Linked DNA regions of Ovis aries: region 2 is linked to region 1. Evidence: chromatin contacts called from public Hi-C data. All regions are on one chromosome and are shown on one strand. Each heading gives the region's core, a stretch centred on a gene start, on an enhancer-like site or on the middle of the called end of the contact. The rest is flanking DNA. Distances are from core to core; before and after follow the strand shown.

Region 1 (6,688 bases), core at 567-3,066:
CCACCCTGAGGCAGTGCTGAGAACCAGTCATTAACGAAGCATGAGCCTTAGTGTGTGGTGCTAAGGGTCTGCTTCTCTGGTGAAAGAGCGAGGGATGTATGTGAGGCAGTTGTGTCTCCCCAAGGCACACGTGGATCTTTTCTCTTTTCCTTCGTGGCAGAAGATACTAGTTAGCCCTGAGAAAGGGGAAACCACTCCCCCCAGACATCCCATGAACTTAGCACTCATCCCTGTCTTCAAATTCTGTCCCATTTCAACATGGGATATAATGTAACCACTGAAAATATATCAGACCCTGACCCTTAAACGACACAGAAAGTGCTTGTGAGATAATGTGAAGTGAAAAAAAAATTTGGCTACAAGACTGCCTATAGTGTGGTCTCAACTCTATGAAATACCTATTTCTAAAAAGGAGACTGCATGCTTAGCTCCCTTTCTCTCAGTGGAGGGAAGATGAATGACTTTTGTTTTCCAAATTTTCTGCAGTGAGCATTTATTTTTTTATACACACATATGTAGACCCTAAAGCGAAGCTGCTCAGTCTTCCGACTCTTTGTGACCCCGTGGACTGTAGCCTACGAGGTTCCTCCATCCATGGAATTTCCCAGGCAAGAATATCAGAGTGGGTTGCCATTTCCTTCTCAAACACACATATATAAGCTGTCCTAAGAGGTTCCTTTAACTGGATGCAGTCTGTTTAACCTGGATCTTCAGAATCTGTGAGGTTTTTGTTTTTTTTTTTTTCGCTTTGCCGCCTTGAACATCACTGAGATATTCATTCCCTGGCTGCCCAAGGCCCATCTCTAACTTGCCAAGAAGACAGCCCCAACTGGCTCCTTTGAGCATCACTAGCCTCCCACCTTCCCACTCAGCCCTGGACGTAGGGAGTGGACGAGCGAGGCCTCTGGCTGACTGGCTGCTGCCCTCTAGGCTCGGGGCCTGTAGGGAGGGGCCAGGCCTCTTTGAAGGGGGTTAAAGTTCTTCGTTGTGTGAATGGCCTTTGAAGGAGCAGAGGGAGGGCCAGCCGTGACCTCACAGTCTTCTGTCAGGAGACTCAGAAGGAATTTGTCCAGCTTGAGCCAGGGCGCAGGAAACCGCCTGGAAAAAGAGGCAGTTCTGAGCGGGGACGTGTGAAGCGGGCACTCTGGGCAGGGTAAGCCGAGTCTGCTGACCTAACTTACTGTCCTTTGCTTTCTGATCTGCAAGGAGAGGGTTCCCTCGTGAGGCCAGAGTCTCTATGGAGGAGGAACTCAGGGCGGGGACTGTGGCGCTGTGCTGTGGACGCCTTTCCTGCTGGAGGGAGAGTGGGCAGCTGGGCTTGGACAGGAGACTTGCTTCTTTTCTTACTAATCTTGTCAGACTCCCGGCTTTCTGAGCAGGAGCTCCGAGCCACACATACAGCGCGGGCAAAGGCACCCACCCCCTCTTTGCCAGATAGTGCTTTGAAGATGGTACATGAGTGTGTGCATGTGTGTGCCTGAGTGTGTGTGTGTGTCCCCCTTTCCACATCAGAACCAAGTGGCCCACCAGTCCTGGTGACTGTTTCTCTTATTTAATCTACAAGCCCACGTTGCAGAATGTGCCACATTCATAGAGTGACTTGAGCCTTCGCAGGGGAACATGTATGCCCATCTGCTGTGGGACCCAGGGCTATGGGGAGAAAACTGCATCAGCTGTCTTCCTAAGTACAGGACTCATCTGTGGACAAAGAGTTAATCTCGAAAGCCTCTGGCACCGTTTTCTCCTGGCTCTGTGTTCACACAGTGGATTTTCTGCTGGGTCCACGGTGGAGCCCAGCTTTTGCTCTCTGCCATTACTGGTTGGCCAGGCCTGAATCCAAGATCCCGAACTATTTTAAAACTAAGAAGGACACAGCTAAGTTATACAGGACTGAAGCCAGGGACTTGCTTTCAGCAGAATCAGTTACCCTAGAAATTTCAGGCTGCAGGAGCCAAAGTTCCCTCTGTGGCCTTGACCTTGGTTTATTCTGGAGGTGGGGGACTGTTCTATGAGATAGTTTCATAGTGAAAAGGGTCTTCTGCAGGAAGAACATCTGAGGACTCCTTGATAAAGAGCTTGGAGTGTATCCCATCAAGGAAGAAGCGAAACTTGCCTTTCTTGGAGCTGAAATAAGGCATTTGCCTCATTCAGGGGAAATCTCCCAGTGCTTCGCAATCCCTTTGGTAGGGAATGGGTCTCCAAAGAAAATAAGCCTTTCACCAGCGGCTGCAGAAGAGGCAACAGCTTCTTTCCTCGCCTCCTCCCATCACACCCCCTTCACACACACACTCTTTCGTTTCTTTCAGAGAGAGCCCAAGCTGTAAATGTGTTCATCAAACCACACCTTGACATCTTCCAGATGTGCAGCCTGACATCTGAGCCACTGACTTTTCAGCAGGGTGAAGGGGATGCTATTAATAGGGCAGGCTGCAGTGGTGGGAGACTCCCTTTACATTACAAAGGGACCGCTTCTTTATCAGGATTGTCCTCGAGTCAAGACACAGCCCGGCCTTGTTTCCAATGGAAGGGGCTTCCAGAAGTGTTTTCATGCCGTCGTCTGCAAGCCTGGACCTGAGACCTGAGCCAGAGAGAATAGCAGGAGGGTGACTGCTAGGTTGACCAAGACCAGAGAAGCTCTCAGAAAGAAAAGCTGAGCCTGTAGGAACAGAAAGCTCTTTTTCGGACTGTCAGAGTCACATTTAGCCATAATGGCTTCATGGCAGGAGGTCAGTGGGGGGATGGGGGTTAGGGGAGGAAACCCCAGAGGCAGAGTTAGTGTTAGCCCCCTCTATTAGAGGTCATGTCCTTATCCCCGAGCCCATCCAGTCTAAATTTAGCTGTAAGTACCCTGGAATGCCGGGGGTCTGAGATCTGCCTCTTGTCAGCCAGGAGCTGGGTCTCTGGCCTCCTTGGGGAGTGGCCCGCCTCCTGGCTTCCCACGGCCAACACCAGCCTTTGCTGTTACAGGCCGGAAGACGCTCTGCTGGGGTGGGGTGGGGGGAGAGGAAGTTCTGCCTGGGACTGGAATGCGGTCCAGGTTAACTCCAGGGTCGTTCCCCTCCACTTCCTGGCCCAGAAGCCTGGAGCCCAACCCAGGAAGCAAGCCATCCTCGGACATTCCCACTCTCCGTACCTTCACAGGGGTGGGTGGAAGGGGCCACTCAGAGTCCCAGCGGCTTCTCTAGTGGGGGTGGGGGTGGGGGTGGGAGAGGAGGTGCAGGCCAGCTACTGAGGAACCCTGGTGCTTCCAGCTTCCTTCATCCGTTCTTCTCAGCCTGCCCCATCTGCCACCTTGAACAGACCAGGCAGTTGCCTTCTAGTTACTGTTGTAGCAGTCTCTCCTCTTGTTATCTCTGCTAACACATCTCTTTATGTGAATCTGCCCTCTCTCTCTCTCCAAGGCTGTAAGCTCCCTGCTGCAGCGCGAGGCGCACTCCAGCGCCCTACGGTCCTCCCAGGGCCCCGGCACAGGGCTTGTCACTCTACAGGTTCTCAGGACGTGCCGTAGAGATCCACCGTTACCTCTTCAGCCTCTGTGCTCCCCTTCCATGCTCCTTGGGTTCCCTCGGGCTTCAGTCTGTCTCCCCCAGACCTCCCGACTGGGGCTCCACCCCATGCTTCCAAGGCTGATGAACCTCAGCAGCCCCAGGCGGACATCTTACCAGTGTCTGGGCATCCTCCCCCTGCCAGGTCGCACCCTCTCCTCCCATTTGCCGTCCTGATGGAAACTTTGGCCAGAAAATAAAGAGCCCTGAATAAACCATTAAAGACAGCCACTCATGGCCTATGGAACACAGCAGTTGTGCCCTGTGTCTTAAAAACTCAACTTAGGAAAGAGAGGCAGGACAAGAAAAGCAAACAGATGCCCTCTGGTTTCACAGCCATGAGGAAGTTTTTCTTTGTACCGTGCCCCTCTTCCTGGGCCAAGAACGAGTTCATACTTTTGGTGTAACTTTAAAATAACTAGATTAAAGGATCAGGTCACTTATTACCTGGGGAAACGTGTTTCTAATTTAAATATCGTGGCTTTAGTAGGAAGTAATCTGGGTTATTCAGAGCAGAGAAACCTGCCTGTGCAGCAGGCGCCTGGTGTTTGAATGAATTTGGGTCACAGTGCATTTAGGCTAGGAGCCTGGGAAGCTGGTGACAGACATCGTTAACAGTAGGGTGTTGTGTTAGGCGCTCAAGAGTAGGATGTTGTGTTAGTTGCTCGGTCGTGTCCAACTCTTTGCGACCCCATGGACTGTAGCCTGCCAGGCTCCTCTGTCCATAGCATTCTCTGTCCATGGGATCCTCTAGGTAAGAATACTGGAGTGGGTTGCCACTCCCTTCTCCAGGGGATCTTCCCAACCCAGGGACCGAACCCAGGTCTTCTGCATTGCAGGGGGGTTCTTCACCATCTGAGCCACTAGGGAAGCTCAAGAGTAGGGTAGGGAGGTAGAGAATAGACAAACACAACAGAGTGAGTAGAAGCATCTGCTTCTCACTTGACCTTGTAGCAAAGGACACCTTTCTGGCGTCCCCCTGGGCCCAGCCAGACCTGCTAAGGACAATGCATTGCCTTCACAAGTGCCCCCAGCCAGAGGCCCAGGTGTCCTGGGAAGAGAGAGCAGACAGTCATCCGTGGCCTAAGCAGAGCAGGCCGCAGGGCCCTGATGTGTCCTCTGTGCAAGTCAAATGGCCACCTTACCTGTGCTGCCAACTGGTGCTGGGGAGGAGTCGTAGCCTTGTCCACTGCCGTGACTGGGATGTGGGATTTCAAATTTTGCCTCTGGATGTCATCAGAGGAAGCACAGGACCCGCCTCAGAGGCCAGATCCCCAGACTGAGCAGGAGGTCCGCATCCCAAACTCTATCCAGAGGGTCCTGCAGGTAGAGCAGAAGATGAGAACTGAAACTAGGTCTCCAGGGCATCCGGTTGGTTTTGAAAGGGGTCCTCGACTTGTGAAGCCAAGTTGTATACTGTGACTTCTAGAGATTCAGGTGTGCAAACCATCAGCCTGAAAATCACACAAATGATCTTCAGATCCATACACCTTCATAAGACTTCCCTTGTCATTTTGGAAGCTTCCAGTCATGGAGAATACCTTTTGAGGTACTGGGATAGAATTCAGAAGAACTGATCTTCCTTCAGGTCCTGGATGTGCTATTTATTAGCCAGGAGATCCTGGGACAATCTCTCTAAACCTCTTTTTTTTTTTTTTTACTTTTTAAAATTATGAAAATATGATAACACATTTATATGAGACTTAGAAAATACAGAACAAGGTTACATATAGTTCCACTATGTGCATGCGTGCATTGCCACTTCAGTCGTGTGCGACCCTCTGGACTGTAGCCTGCCAGGCTCCTCTGTCCGTGGGATTCTCCAGGCAAGATACTGGAGTGGGTCGCAACGCCCTCCTCCAGGGGATCTTAGAACCTACATCTCTTATGTCTCCTGCATTGGCAGATGGGTTTTTTACCACTAGCACCACCTGGAAATTAGTTGGGAGTTTCAATATCAAACTCTCAAAAATTAATAGGATGAATATACAGAGAAATAGAAGGATACATAGTACACTTGGTCTAAACCTTTTATTCTCCCCTTAATTACGCCACTTAGCACAAGCCTCAGGGGCCCTTCAGAGAAGGCAGTGGCACCCCACTCCAGTGCTCTTACCTGGAAAATCCCATGGATGGAGGAGCCTGGTGGGCTGCAGTCCATGGGGTTGCTAAGAGTCGGACACGACTGAGCGGCTTCACTTTCACTTTTCACTTTCATGCATTGGAGAAGGAAATGGCAACCCACTCCAGTGTTCTTGCCTGGAGAATCCCAGGGACGGGGAAGCCTGATGGGCTGCTGTCTATGGGGTCGCACAGAGTTGAACACGACTGAAGTGACTTGGCAGCAGGGGCCCCTGGGAGTTAAAGAGAGCTGAACTCCTGGAGGAGAGCAGGTGCCTATGGAACGAGGTATTTCTGATTAGATCCTGGCTGACCATTCTTGGCGTATGTGTTCCAGATTAGGGTGTCTGCTCCTGGAATGTAATTTAAGCTAACTTCAGACACACACACACATATTATATTGTGTCTGCCTGAGTATTTTAAAGTAAATTGTAGACATCCTGACCAGCTGTTAGCTATTCTGGGAAACCAGGAGGCCAGCAGGGCAGGCAGATATTACATGCCAGATTGTTAGGTCTCCACCTAGAGATGGCGGTCCCCCTCCACCTGGGGAAATTCGATCCTTGGGTTGGGAAGATCCCCTGAGGAGAAATGGCACCCCACTCCAGTATTCTTGCCTGAGGAATCCCATGGACAGAGGAGCCTGGCAAGCTACAGTCCATGGGGCTCGAAAAGAGTCAGAACTGAATGACTGAGCACACAGGTACACATGCATAGTCTATTTCAGAAAAGCTACAGTCCATTTAATGAACGTTCATTTTATCGGAATTTGGAGTCAGGCTCACCTTATCTGAATGAAGCATGGAGAAAATTCTGGTCTTATCTTCAAAGGGAGCAGTGAGTATTTATTGGTTTAAATATGACATCATTTAATGATGTCAAACCCAGACTCCTGCCAGATCCTTGCACAGAGGGGTTCCTAGGCCACTTCCACTCACCTGGTATAATGACGTGGTGGCTTTGATCACATCAGGCCATCTAGCACAAAGGTAAATTCTGCCTGCTGAGACAGAACTCAGGAA
Region 2 (6,434 bases), core at 1,807-4,306, 66 kb before region 1:
TCTTGCTTTTTCAATGATCCAGCAAATGTTGGCAATTTGATCTCTGGTTCCCTTGTCTTTTTTAAGGCCAGTTTGAACATCTGGAAGTTCACGGTTCATGTATTGCTAAAGCCTGGCTTGGAGAATTTTGAGCATTACTTTACTAGCGTGTGAGATGAGTACAATTGTGCAGTAGTTTGAGCATTCTTTGGCATTGCCTTTCTTTGGGATTGCAATGAAAACTGACCTTTTCTAGTCCTGTGGCCACAGCTGAGTTTTCCAAATTTGCTGACATACTGAGTGCAGCACTTTCACACCATCATCTTTTAGGATCTGAAATAGCTCAACTGGAATTCCATCACCTCCACTAGCTTTGTTCATAGTGATGCTTCCTAAGGTCCACTTGACTTCACATTCCAAGATGTCTGGCTCTAGATGAGTGATCACACCATCGTGATTATCTGGGTCGTGAAGCTCTTTTTTATACAGTTCTTCTGTGTATTCTTGCCACCTCTTCTTAATATCTTCTGCTTCTGTTAGGTCCATACCTTTATCGAGCCCATCTTTGCATGAAATGTTCCCTTGGTATCTCTAATCTTCTTGAAGAGATCTCTAGTCTTTCCCATCCTGTTGTTTTCCTCTATTTCTTTGCATTGATCACTGAGGAAGGCTTTCTTATCTCTCCTTGCTATCCTTTGGAACTCTGCATTCAGATGGAACACTACTCAATCATAAAAAAGAAAGAAACAACGCCATCTACTACAACATAGATGAGCTTAGAGACTGTCATGCTGAGTGAAGTAAGGCAGGCAGAGAAGGACAAATATGCTGCTAATATGTGGGTTCTTAGAAAAAAAAAATGGTACAAATGAACTTATTTACAAAACAGAATAGAGTCACAGATGTAGAAAACAATCTTGTGGTTACCAGGAGGGAAAGGGTAGGGAGGGATAATTTGGAAAATTGGGATTGACATATACACACTACTATCTAAAATAGATAACTAATAAGGACCTACTACATAGTACAGGGAATTCTACTCAGCACTCTATAACGACCTATATGGGAAAAGAATCTAAAAAAGAGTGGATATATGTGGATGTATAGCTAATTCACTTTGCTCTACACGCCAAACTAACACAACATTGTAAGTCAGCTAGACTCCAATAAGAATTGTAAAATAAATAAAAGGTAACCTTCATCCTTGGTCCAGACTTTTCTACCAAATTCAGGGTGCCAGCCAGCGTTGGGGGCCTGGACTGGAATAAGCCTGTATGTATTTAAGGAAGTGAATCAGTTAGAGAAAAGCAGTTGGGGATTCACAAAAAACATGATTAAAAAAGCAGAACATTGTAGCATCTAACCCAGTTTACAGTGCCCTGTGAAGTTTAGTTTTTAGTCACTGTCTACTGGAGGGAAGTCCCTCCTCAAAACATCTCTGGAGTTGGGGACTGTCCACCTCAGGGCCAGTGACTGTCCAGTGTCTGTCCTTTGCCTAGGGGCCTCAGCCCTGCATAAAGGCCGTTTCCTAGGAATTTGCCTGTTACACTTGAGCAGTCTATCTGGACGTGTGATTCCTTAGCCAGGTGTCCATGGAGGGGCAGACAGTGTCTATGTGATACAAACTGTCAGCATCATCCCTGTGGGAGGAGCCTGGATGCTGCCTTTTAAACCGGTTCCGCTGGTGATGCCAAGAGCAGATGATGATGGCAATCCTGGGGCTCCATCAACAGAATTCTACGTGAGCATTCTATTCTGTTGAGTGCCGCAAACTCCGTATCTGCTAGATAGGCTTGGTGAGCAATCAGATCAGTGTATACCAGTGCCAGCCCGGAACTCTTAAGCTCTCTTCTCAGATGTTTTTTTCATAAGCTCTATATATGATTTAGTGAGGAAGCCTTGGAAAGGATGATTACTGTGCTGAGCAAGGATAAACGGTGATGCTAGTTTTTCCTGGGTTGTCAAAGGAGACTGGGTTGAACGTTACCCCATGGGTCTTAGAATGCCCTGGGTTAGCGAGATTTAGAGAATTTTGCCAGGCCTTCCAGGGTTTTCGTTTTTTCTTGGTTAGAAGGAGCGCATGTGTGTGGACCGGGTTGCCCGTACCATTCCAAGTTCTGTGAAGAGAGAGGAGTTCTTTAGGTGGCTGTCTGTCCATCCCTGTGATTTCTCCAAGGTGTGCGTGCTGATCCTGGGGGTCCAGGGCTGAAGCTGGGGTTTCCTTTAGCAGAGACCAGCCCTGCAGACTCTGGGGGAAGCCCTAACCCCCAGATAGAAGAGAGGGAAGGACGCCCGCTTGCCTTTCTTCCCCGCCAGCCTGACCAGGCTCGAATGCAGAGCTATGCCAGGGCTGACTAAGCCCTGCACCTGGGTGTAAGTATGAGGAAGGCCAAACCACACTTTCCTGTAGGCAGTTAACTACCGGGGCAGCTGCCTTTCTCAGCTTCTATTCACATGATGTCATTTGCACAGTGGAATAATGCAGAAACTTACTTTGTTTGGAGTGATGCCTCACATACTTTTTTTTTTTTTTTTGATACAGCCTACAAATAGAGAAAGACGCTATTGTTGAGACTTTTTCATATGTGTGGGGGGCAGGAGGGTGGTTGAGGGAATGATTTTCCCAAAGGAATTCATCTTAGTTAATATTCTAGAAAAATCTACACAACTCTGAATTCAAAAGCTCTCTCTGTATGTGTGTTAAAATCAAGGTCCATGTGCCATGTGCTCTGTGAACCCAAAAGGCTATATTTAGCCTGGTAGAGCAGTATTTTTGCATCAGAACATTTTATCCTTACTAAGGATAGCAAGGATTCTCCCTGGACACAATTACAGATGAGTAGACTTCATTCATTTGGGGAGGAATATGCACAAATGGTTTTGGAAATTTTGATCCGATCCGAAGCACATCCCTGTTTGAGATCAATTTTTCCTTTTGAGAAGAGTTTAAATCAGTGTTAAATGCAGCTCGGAGATGGGCCCAGAGAGTGGGAGAGATTGCTTTTGCATGAAATCACAATGTGTACATTGTTTTTAAATATTCTTTTCATCGTATGCTTCATTACGAAAACAGTTCAACAATTCACAGCCTCCAAAGGGTGACAGATGTTATGGTGTAACCAACAGAGAGAGTGTAAGCTGGAAGAAAGAAAAGGGAAGAAATCCCTCCCTCGCCAACCACCACTCAGAATGGAATTGAGTTTTTTCTTCTAGGGGATTCCCTGTAATCCCCAGGGATGCCTTGACCTTGAGGTTTCTAGGCACGGTGCTGGGAGGAGCTCAGAGAAAGAGGGAGGGAATTAACATTTTCCGAGTGCCAGATGCCAAACCAGTTGCTTTGTCTGCACTCTGTTACTTAATGCTTGCAGTCACCCTGGCTTTTCAAGTGAGGGTGCTGAGGCACTGAGAGGTTACCCGGTAACCAGCCAAGTTATGGGCTGTCAGCCAGTTTTCCTATGCTGCTCCCTCCTCCTGTGACTAAACCAGTGCTAAGGGGCCTGGGTGCTCTGAGTGTGGTTTGAGGACCTGAAGCATCAGCATCACGCAGGGGCTATGTTGAAACTAGAGTATCCTTAGCTCCATCCCAGACCTGCCAGTCGGAATCTGCATTTGTAACAAAAACCCCCAGGGATTTGTGTGCACATTACCGTGTATGAAGCTCTGCTACCCTGGACCTGGGGGAGGAAGGTCTGGTGGATACCACTGTGAAAACTAACCAAGCCTCAGGACAGCAATCAGGAGGCTGACTTGAGGGCTTGTCTCTCTGGAGCGGGAATGGGTGCAACTAGAATCTAGCAGGATGCAGCTTGCCCCACCCGTCCATAGTGCTGATGCTGAGAAACTCTGATCTAGTTGTCCAGATCTGGAATTCATGTCCTATAGATATGTTTTCATAGCCTCAGAGGCACAGGGGAGCTTTCTAGCAAGCCTAACTTAAATGAGATGATACTGATTGCATTTTGCTTTGCAGATGTGATTCTCTTCACTGGCATTTGCAAAGAGTGAATTTCATGCTGCAATTGCAGCATGATAGATTTCCATTAGGGTTTTGACAGTGGTACCCAGGATGCAGTGGAAATGTTTCTGAACAGGTGTTGAGTATGCCGTACTGGGGGTCACACTCCCACTCCCCAGTCCTGCCTGGCAACTGCGTTTTGCTTCTTTGTTTTACTCCCTAAACCTGCTCAGGCCTCTGTTCTAGCTCACAACCCCCAGGCATGCTGTGTTTGTTCTGCTGTGCCACCTGGAGGCTAGGGGAGGAAAGGGAATAAACAGCAAGATTGGTGAAGGGAGGCAAAGCCTCTTGCCCATCACCTTGCCTCCCAGCCTCCTGAGATTTACTCACCTCCCCCATTCCTGGGTTCTGTCCCTGGGTTGGGGAGATCCCCTGAAGGATGGCAGTAGCAACCCACTTCAGTATTCTTGCCTGGAGAATCCCTTGGGCAAAGGAGCCTGGCGGGCTACAGTCCATAGGGTTGAAAAGAGTTAGACACGACTGAAGCAACTCATTTCTCATATTCTCACTCAGCTCCTGTAATTCCAGCACCTCCACTGACAAACTGTCCTCTCTTCTCCCCTTTCTCTCTCTCTCTCCCTCTCTAGATTCTTGGCCCAGAACATCTGGAACTCTTTCCCCTCCATCCCCTCTGCCTCCCTTCCTTCTTTTCTCTCTGTTCTCCATTTATCAGCTGAAAATCAGCCTGAACCATGACTGGGGAAGTGAAACTAGCATGTCCAATGTGTAATAAGGGGGAAATAAGTTATGAATTGGAGTTCTATCCAGTAACGAATCCCTGTCATTCGTCTCCTTCAGAATAGCTATGAACACCTCTACCTACTCTCTTGTTTTATGCTCATTAAACTTGCTTTTTTTTTTTTTTTTTTAGCTCTAGAATTGGAAAACAGAGTTCTTTATGGGCTTTGGTGTGTTTTCCAATTTTCTTTCACTGTTTGTATTATAACACTCATTTTCCTGTTCTTTTTAATAAACATAATCCGTGAGGTAGGTTGTTCTCTACAAGTTTTGGAACCAAACTAGAGTTATCACCAAGGCATTCCAAGGAGAAGACAACATCTTTGCAACTTCTGTGTGCCTTCTTTTTGTGACTCTTATGATCCTTTGCAAATGAAAAGGCGGAGGGCCTTGGGGAGTGACCAGTGGGCTACACAGAATGTCCAGCTCCAGCATTTGGACCCAGATGCCAGGGCAGATGAAGCTGGGCCTCCAGCCAGAGTGGAATGCATCTTCCCAGTATTGGGATGCCTGTGTTTTTTCCAGTAGACCACCTGATCTGCTCCAGCGGGCTTTAAATTGGGAAATGTGGAATTACAGGGAATACTGGAAATCAGAGAACAGGAGATCAGTTTACTGTGGAGGATTATCAGTTATGTCACAAAAAGGGGAGATTTGACACCTGGTAACTGATTCCTAGCAATTGTTTTGAGGAAATAATTGGGAAATCAGCATTAGAAACAAACTTGTCTTTAAGACCAGTCTTAAAGGTATATAATTGAGAGGAAGAAAACCGTATAGTCCTTTGTCCCCTGAGCTGCCCCTCCTGACTCCAGCACACACCCTCTTAGTGTGCGGTCACATCTCATGAACGCCTCCAGGGCCCTCTTGGGTTTGATAATGTATGCCATCTTTTGTAAGAAACTCTTTGGGCTACAATTTATGCCTTTCACAAATTGATCTGGAAACTGCTAGTAAGAATCATCACAGAATTGACTACTGCAAATCCTTGGACCCTTTCAAAGTAACAATTACTGGCACTTTATGAAGAATAGCTCCAAACCAAGGGCAGAGTTGGTAAGAACAGAGGAAGACATAATTCATGTACAATTGAATAAAACCTTCAACCTTTAACATGGACCCATTTTCATCCACAAATTGGAACGAACCTTCTTTCCAAAGAGTATAACTTTAAAAAGCTCGAATTTTCATATTTTTTTAGTGAGTTGAATCTTCCATATGAGCAGCTACTCTGAGATCATGATCATGAATATTTAATCTTGTCAGTAGCTTATTGTTGTTGTTCACTCACTAATTCCCATCTGACTCTTTGTAACCTCATGAACTGCAGCATGTCAGGCTTCCCTGTCCTTCACTGTCCCCCAGAGTCTGCTCAAACTCATGTCCATTTAGTCAGTGATGCCATCCAATTACCTCAACCTCTGTCACTCCCTTCTCCTCCTGCCCTCAATCTTTCTCAGCATCAGGGTCTTTTCCAGTGAGTTGGCTCTTTGCACCAAGTGGCCAAAATATTGGAGCTTCAGCTGCTGCATCAGTTCTTCCAGTGAATATTCAGGGTTGATTTCCTTTAGGATTGACTGGTTTGCTCTCCTTGCAGTCGAAGGGACTCCCAAGAGTCTCCTCCAACACCACAGTTCGAAAGCATCAGTTCTTCGACACTCAGCCTTCCTTATGGTCTAACTCTCACATCCATACATGACTA

The links. A called contact is a pair of places that touch in the nucleus more often than the background predicts.
Region 2: a contact with region 1 is called in a Hi-C map of hypothalamus, with 1.9 times the contacts expected there. The contact joins two enhancer-like sites. A contact is called at or near these places in 3 of 16 Hi-C or Micro-C datasets (hypothalamus, muscle and tail adipose tissue).

Annotation. Positions count from the first base shown.
Region 1 is chr2:13,206,344-13,213,031 of ARS-UI_Ramb_v3.0, reverse strand. All of the region lies in intron 7 of PALM2AKAP2 (PALM2 and AKAP2 fusion), which reads left to right. Among named protein-coding and RNA genes, the nearest start is that of C2H9orf152, 68 kb to the right of the region's middle. Within about 2 kb of position 1,816, at least 27 of the 54 cell types and tissues checked have an H3K27ac peak or open chromatin away from gene starts, as enhancers often do. A contact at or near this core is called in hypothalamus, where this site is marked.
Region 2 is chr2:13,274,068-13,280,501 of ARS-UI_Ramb_v3.0, reverse strand. All of the region lies in intron 7 of PALM2AKAP2 (PALM2 and AKAP2 fusion), which reads left to right. Among named protein-coding and RNA genes, the nearest start is that of C2H9orf152, 140 kb to the right of the region's middle. Within about 2 kb of position 3,056, at least 12 of the 54 cell types and tissues checked have an H3K27ac peak or open chromatin away from gene starts, as enhancers often do. A contact at or near this core is called in hypothalamus, where this site is marked.